Regions from separate parts of the Mus musculus genome. Here region 1 is linked to region 2. A link is a contact called in public Hi-C data. All regions are on one chromosome and are shown on one strand. Each heading gives the region's core, a stretch centred on a gene start, on an enhancer-like site or on the middle of the called end of the contact. The rest is flanking DNA. Distances are from core to core; before and after follow the strand shown. Region 1 overlaps Aopep (aminopeptidase O). Region 2 has its middle 9.3 kb from the start of Gm40981.

Region 1 (3,998 bases), core at 505-3,004, 99 kb before region 2:
GATTTCTGGTTTTGAAAGATTCCAACCTCACCTCTTTTCAACATGGTAGTCTTTGTCAGAGGCTTTGATCAGCAACCAGCAGCTAGAGAGCTATAAGTGGGAGATAGTTGGCAGCCTGAAAGGCCAAATCCGCTGTGTGGCTTCATGGGGCTTTTCTGAGATGGGGCAAATGGCTGGCTAGGGAATCACAAAAGCTGGTTTAGGGGTTACAAACACGGGAGTTTAGCTAGAACCATCTAGAAGTTTCCATGGGTTACAAAGTGTCCAGGCTTCCAATTTACTTCCACCTATTAATTTGCACTTAATATTTTTACAAGTTTGTGTTTTAAAGAAAACTGTGATACAGTTTCCACTACAGTAAGCAAAATCCCTGCTTTCTTATGCCACACATGGAGACCCAACATTTCCAGTACAGGAAGTGCCGCCAACAATGGGCTCCTCCTTTCCTCTCATAGTCCATTTCATTACATCATTACCAAATCCAGAACTCATCAATATCATCTAGACAGCAAGTCTAAAGACATCATTATTTTGAAGTGGACAGGACTTATTCAAGGGCAAAGGCAGGCTTTGTCACTTGGGAGCTCCTCCTGATGTCAGGCGGGAAGGTGGAAATCCTGTCATGGAATCGTCTCACCTTACACATGAAGAAATTAGGCTCTGGTTGTAAATAACTTTACCACAGTTGCCTGTTGTTGGCAGCATGGCAGCACCAGCACTCAGAAGCATCTGGGTTCTTCCCTCCAATTTTACAACAGACTACACTCTTCAGTTACATAGGCCACTGTTTTCTGTTGATATTAGATTTCCTCTCTCTCTCTCTCCCCCTCCGTCTTTCTTTTCCTTTCCCTTTCCCTTTTTTTCCCTTTTTCTTTTTTCCCTTTTTTCCCCTTTTCCCCCCTTTTCCCTCTCTTTCTTTCTTTCTCTCTTTCTTTCTTTCTTTCTTTCTTTCTTTCTTTCTTTCTTTCTTCCTTCCTTCCTTCCTTCCTTCCTTCCTTCCTTCCTTCCTTTCTTTCTTTCTTTCTTTCTTTCTTTCTTTCTTTCTTTCTTTCTTTCTTTCTTTCTTTCTTAATGATTTTAGCTAGGTGTGGTGGTGCATACCTTCAGTCCTTGGGAGGCCAGGTTGGTCTGCCAGGACAGTCAGGGCTATGTAGAGAGACCCTGTCTCAAAAACAGATAAACAAAGGTTTGTATTTTAAATTTAGAGATAGAATCATCTCCCTGTGACTCAAGTTAACCTTGAACTTACAAAGACCTGTCTTCCTCTGCCTTCCCTGTGCTGGGATTATAGGTGTGCATCATAGCTGACAGGATGTTCTCTTAAGAACTGAAACCTCAAACTATAAAGTTTCTGTGGGTGCAAAGGACATTATCAGCCCAGTGAAGAGGGAGTCTAGAGAGTGGGAAAAATATTTATCAGCCATCCATATGATAGAGGGTGTCTATAACATACAGAGTTAAAAACAAACAAATAAAAAACAATGGCTGATATTGCATAGTTAATTATATAACTATATAAATATAAATGTATAATTATATAAATATTACATATTTACTATTCTTGGCCACCAGAGAAATGCAAATTTAAACTACTTTGAGGTTTCATCTTCCCCAGTTAGAATAGAAAGAAAGAAGGAAAGAAAGAAAGAAAGAAAGAGAGAAAGTAAGCCAACAAATGTTTGTGTGAATGTGGGAAAGAGAATACTTCCTCATTGCTGGCAGGAGTGTAAACAGCGTGGAGGTTCCTCAAAGAGCTAGAAATATATCTACCATATGATCAAGCTATAACAGTCCTGGGAATATTCCAAATGACTCTACATCCTACAAGAGAGATACCTGCTCATCACTGTTCTTTGCTACTCTAATCACAACAGCCAAGAAACAGAAACAACCTAAGTCCAGCCATAGATGAGTGGATAATGAAAATGTGGTTCACAAATATAAAATAGAATATTATTCAACTGTAAAAAAAATAGTGAGATTTGCAGGAAATGGATGGAACTGGAAATAATCTTTCAGAGGCAACCCAGACACAAAAAGACAAGATCCACAGGTTCTCTTATATGTGGATACCAGACTTGAATCTTAGGTATGTTTAAGCTGGAATACTCATAGAGATCAGGGAGCTAGGAAGGGTCTATGGGGAGGAGTTGTTTCAAGGGAAAGAAGTCAGAATGCAGGTAGTATGGAGAGGAAAGGAAAATGGAATGGGAAGGGTTAAATGGTATGTGGATGGGAAGGGGAAGAGGAGGGAGTGCAGGACAGGATAATGAATACTAATGGCCTTGAAAAGGATTATATGGAAGTTTGTTGCTGCAGAAACTTACTCAAATACATACACATGTACATATCTACATAAGAAAGTTTAAAATGGAGTTACTCTAAAACAGGGAAACAATATATCTCCTCAAGACATTATAGATTATCATAAAAATCCCACTGCTTGTATGGGTCACTTCCCTTTAAGTTGTAGGTTAGTGGGATCCCATGATCCTCTCCCAAAACATTACAGGCTCTTGTCATTGTCCTGGATACCCTCCAGAACTTGATGGTAAGATACCACATACTTGAGTCACAGGACAAAAGAATCAAGGTGGAATCACTTGGAAGTTTCATCCCTAATAGCTAGCTTTCTCAGTGCTAAGGTTTTATGTACACTACTGGGAACGAAACAGAATCAACAATCTTATACAGTTATGAAGCCTGTGAGCTACAATGCTTAGCCTCGCACAATATGCCCACTGGCACGATAGCATCATGGATGTTGTAGGAGCAATCAACCAATTTCTGACCAATTTATGGTTTTGTTTGAAGCTTGTTCCACAAGATGGAATCTATGCCTGATATTGTTAACTGGGCCCAAGACTCATTTCTGGATGTCACGGGCTCCAGGGGAGAACCTAGTGCTACAATTCTGCTAAATGGACATAGTAATAAACTGCTCCCAAACTCTTATCTTTATTATACCCATAGTGCACCTCTCAGCCTCAATGGAGAAGCTTCTTTTTAAAGGATGTGGTAACTAATACAGAGACTTACAACTGATCAGTGGGCAGAAAATCAGAGACTTTGGAATGCTTGGCTCTAAACAAGACATCTATGTCACACCCCCTGAGCTCAGGGATCATGATAGAAAGAGGGAATCAGAATAAGTCAAGAGACAGTGGACATCTGCAGTGAAACTGGGCTGCTACACACATCACTCTCAGCAGCTATGGCTACATTTGTAATATCTGTATATGATCCCTTGAGGCTCAGGGATCTCATGCAGAAGAAAAGGCAGAAAGATTGTAAGAGCCAGAGATGACATGACAGAGGACTCGATCAAACTAGTGTCTTTCAGGTACAACGCATGTGCATATAAACTCAGAGAGACTGTAGCAGCATGCACAAGAACTGCACAGGTTCAAGATAGACAGTTTGCAGCATTGAGAGGGAAAAGTGGACATAGGATCCCACCCCTAACCAAGAAGCTATCTCCATCTGATACCCACTGGCAAAGGGAAAATCAACTTTTCCAATGGTGGGCCACTGAGTATATATCAGCCACATTCCAAGACAAGCCCCAAGCCCAGGAGGAGTTAGTTGGCCAGCACAAAATTAACTCAATGGTGTTTTTGTGAACGCTTTGCTTCGTTTAGCTTTGTTTGGCATTTTTGTCATATTGGTCTTTTGCCTGATTGACTTGATTTACATTTTTATGGTTTTGTTTTGTTTTGTTTTAAAAGAGAGAAAGAAGATAACGTTAGATGAGTAGAGCATAGGGAGGACCTGGGGTGAGCTGAGAGGGAAAAATCCAAATATAGTATATGGATAGTCTTAATTGTACAAGAACTGTATAAAGTCAAGCCATCGTGTATAAAATCAATGTTCAGCAATGGCAGAGGGAGAAGTCCCACCTCTATCTGAGAAGCCATTGGCAGCAGAAGGCTGCTGGAGGACGGAGAGTAAACTATCAAGAATGGGGCTCCTGAGAGGTTGTCCATGCTCCAGTGGAT
Region 2 (3,816 bases), core at 233-2,732:
TTTATTTAATCCTCAGCCAACCTTAGGGGACAGTGAGAGTCTTTCTGCTTCTTCATGGACCATCTTCGCTCTTAGTCTCACCCAGCAACATTCCGTCAATTCTCCAACTCTATGTTCATGGGCATAGGTTGACTCTTGCTTAAATTGTATGACTTTTGATTGGGTTAGGAGGGCATCGGGGATCTAGGGCCTCCCTCCTCAAACACCAACCAGGGTTTCAGAGTTCATAATAGGTGGTGTTTATTTTGACAGAATGAGGACACATTCCTTAAATCACTCTGGCAGGCATTAAATAGTCTCTGTTATATTTTGTGCCTCACAAAATCCTAAGTGGTCAGGAAAAGAACACACTGCCAGGACTTATCCCTTACCCAACCCAATTCTTGTACTCCTCTTACTGGCCCCCCACTGGAACATCTAAGTCAAGTCTCTGCTCTCCACATTTGGGGGGGTGAGGGGAAACATAGGGGCGGTGAGGTTTTAATGTGTCCCCCAAATTTCCTCTACATAGGAATGTGTCTCCAAATCCTATGCTCAGGAATTTGGGTGGCATCTGGGATTAGATGAGGTCATAGTGTGGAACCCCCAGGATTCAGTTTGCACCTTTTAAAGAAGAGACACATGACTCAAGCTAGCATGTTTGGTTTAGCACACATCCTGTGCTGTCTTATTATTCAGCATAGATTTTCTCGAACAAGAGGGCCCTCACATGATGCCGAGCTGATACTGGTGCTGTGACCTTGGACTTCTCAGCTTCTAGAATTCTGAGCTAAATAAACCTTATTCTTCATAAGTCATCTGATCTTAGGTATCTTGTAGTATTGACCAAGGCATTCAGCGAGCAAGAAATGAGCCCACTCTACAAGTACATATTATATCAGGAATAGCTGAATACTACAGAGAAATGAATATTGGCAAGGGGTTGAAATCCCAGGGATATCCCAGACACAACCATGTCCTGTAGTTTTCTGAGTCAGGGGCCTGGCCTTTACTGAGCTTTTCTTTAGGCTTTAAAGGTATCCTATAGACTATGTTGATATCATTATTCATTTCCACTAGGGAAGATCATTGGGGGAAACTGGCATCATAGTCAGAAAATGCTGGGGCTGGAGAGATAGCTTTGCTGCTCTCACAGAGGACCCAAGTTCAGTCCCCAACACCCACATGAGGTGCACAACTGCCAGTAACTCCATGTCCAAGGAATCAAATCTCTGGCCTTCCAGGCATTCCCATTCACACACACATACCCACACAGAGACACATTCATACACACAATTAAAAAGAAACTACTGTCTCTGCTGGAAATGACATGATTAGTATGATGACATCATCTATGACAACACCCAGGAGAGGAAGACTAGGACAGCATTTCCCAACAACAACACTCCTAAATTTTGTGTCCCAAGTACCAACTTGTCCTGACATAGCTCCATTAAGCAACTCTCTGAGGTCCTTATCGATCACAGTGACAGTAGCACTGGGAGTAGGTTTCAACTGCAGATTTTCTGCCCCACCCTTGACTTACTGAACCAGAAACCCCAGGGCAGACCTTACCAAGCCACATTTTAACAGGCACAGTGGGTAACTATAATCCAATGGTGCTTAAGAGTCACTCACACCTAGACTACACTTATGGAAACAGTATTTCTGAAGTACAACTTCTACTTTGTAGTTTTTTAAGTCACTTTCTCTCCTGAGCTGTGCTACATACAACATTGCGAATCAAGGTGACATGCTATACATACAAAACAAAGCAAACAACAAAGCTAAAACAAATGAAGATTCTTGCGGTTAGAGAGTTAAGGGAACCTGAGGCTCATGGAGCCAGTGAGCACTGAAGAAATAGATTGTGGTGCATAGTGAGTGTATCTGTGACCTTAGCATTCTGAAGACAGAGGCCAAGAGGATCATGAACTTGAAGGGATTAAAAAGAGCCCATGTGCCATTTCTTCCATCCTTCTGTGATCTCTCTATTTTGGTCCTCACTATTGTTCATAAATCTAAATAATACTGACACTAAGAGGTTTCTGCCTGGAACTCTTAGACCAACAGAAGACAGGATAGCGAGGTGATATTGACATGTTGAAATCGCTAACAAACATCTCCAAGGTCTGAGCCATAGCTTTCTTTAAATGAAGGTTAGCATTTTAATTCAAGGCTTTCCTCTTTAACAAGAATAAAAGACCACACAAGGTTGGAAAACAATCACCTCACATGCTCGCTCTCTCTCTCTCTCTCTCTCTCTCTCTCTCTCTCTCTCTCTCTCTCATGATCTGGCTGCTGTTTCCAGTGCTGTGTAGAAAGGCCCAGGTTTGCTGGTTGTACCAGAGGAGTCACTGGCTTGTAATTCAGGGGTTTTGTGTGGATTGGTGGTTTCATGACCCATACTGCCACCTCCTGGGGATTTCTCCATGGCCAGCTGTGTCATTAGCCTCAGGGTTCCAAACCAAAGAGCATAGGTTATGGTCTCCACCTGCTCTGTTTTCAAGGAGCTAAAATCAGGATGATGGTGACCATTTAAAGAGTCATATGCAGAAAATTAAAAACATTCTTACTGCACACCAACCAAGAGAGAAAACGCATAAGGGATTACTATTTTCTTGTTTTAAGATAGAATCTCAAGAAGTGCGAAGCTGACCTTGAACTCACTATGTAGCTGAGAATGACATTGAACATCTAGTCAGCTGTCTCCATTTCTCCAATACTAGCATTGCATGCACCATCGTGCTATGTTTGTGAGGTTTTGGAAATCAAACCCAGGGCTTTGGGTATATTAGGCAAGTCTTTTACCAGCTGAGCCATGTTTCCAGCCTCTCTTTTGAAACAGAATTTAATAGGATGGATGTCAAAAATAATGGGAGAAAACGTAAACATTCATAGTTTATAGTGACTGGTCCTGGAACACAGGGCTGTGAGCATTTGGTAAGTTCCATTTGTTTTCCAAAATTCCTAGAATAACCTGGTTTTAGGACACATTCCTTGGGATCATGGAGTGGGTAGCTTAGAGTGACAGAAATTCACTGATGGTTCTGGAGTCTGAAATCAAATTGTCCAAAAAGTCATGTTCTCTGAAGACTAAGGAGAATCTGTTTTTTGTCTAGTCTATGGGTGACCAACAATCTTAGTCGCTGTAATTGTTGCATTTCCCTCCATCAGGTGGTGTCTCTGTGTATCAGTGGCTCCTCCAAAGACACTGTCTCTTGAGCTAGGGGCTATCTCACTGCAGAATGCAGTGGCACATTTATGAAGATTGTTTCCAAATGACATCTCAATCTGAGGCTCTGGGTAGGATGTGGCTTTGGCGGACCCCTGTAAACTACACATGCTTTCGGTTCAAATCCTGTTTAAGCTACTAAATGCTTTAACCTTGAGCTAGTAATTGGTTGTTTGTGGATGGAATGTGTGTTGTCTTCTGCAGTGAAGAGTGAGATACCAACTGCATAGGCTTTGGGTGAGGATAAGTGTGAGCTCTTGGTGTGTACCTGTCAGAGAGGTGAGTGCTCAGATCTAGGCACATAGTGTGTCCGATCTAGTTACCTAGTGTGTCCGATCTAGGTGCCTAGTGTGTTCGCCTTCAGCCTCATAGAAAAATCCTTAAATTTAAAGAAAGGAGGACATAGGTCAAAGAGAATGTTGGGGTGTGCAATTTCTACCTGACTGTCTTTTGCTTTTTGGCTTCTATCAAGCACCTAGTTAAAACATTTTTTTTTTTTTTTACTTAGTTCTGAGACACATGGTCATCGTTAACTGGTTGTTTTCAACCGAGAGAAAACACTTGGGCCTATTTCAGTCTTGAGAGAGCCTCAGAAGATACAC

Evidence for each region. A called contact is a pair of places that touch in the nucleus more often than the background predicts.
Region 1: a contact with region 2 is called in a Hi-C map of bone marrow-derived macrophages, with 4 times the contacts expected there. The contact joins two enhancer-like sites. A contact is called at or near these places in 1 of 39 promoter capture datasets (embryonic stem cells), 2 of 15 datasets of contacts at CTCF or cohesin (CD8 T cells and the NIH/3T3 cell line), 49 of 484 Hi-C or Micro-C datasets (8-cell embryo, the AML12 cell line, B cells and 29 more), 6 of 115 datasets of contacts at active chromatin or transcription factors (bone marrow-derived dendritic cells, embryonic stem cells, fibro-adipogenic progenitors and 2 more) and 2 of 9 other capture datasets (adipose tissue and liver).

Annotation. Positions count from the first base shown.
Region 1 is chr13:63,024,072-63,028,069 of GRCm38.p6, reverse strand. The region is part of intron 2 of Aopep (aminopeptidase O); the gene reads right to left. Among named protein-coding and RNA genes, the nearest start is that of Aopep, 61 kb to the right of the region's middle. Within about 2 kb of position 1,754, at least 1 of the 459 cell types and tissues checked has an H3K27ac peak or open chromatin away from gene starts, as enhancers often do. A contact at or near this core is called in bone marrow-derived macrophages, where this site is marked.
Region 2 is chr13:62,925,232-62,929,047 of GRCm38.p6, reverse strand. No RefSeq gene overlaps it. Among named protein-coding and RNA genes, the nearest start is that of Gm40981, 9.3 kb to the right of the region's middle. Within about 2 kb of position 1,482, at least 19 of the 459 cell types and tissues checked have an H3K27ac peak or open chromatin away from gene starts, as enhancers often do. A contact at or near this core is called in bone marrow-derived macrophages, where this site is marked.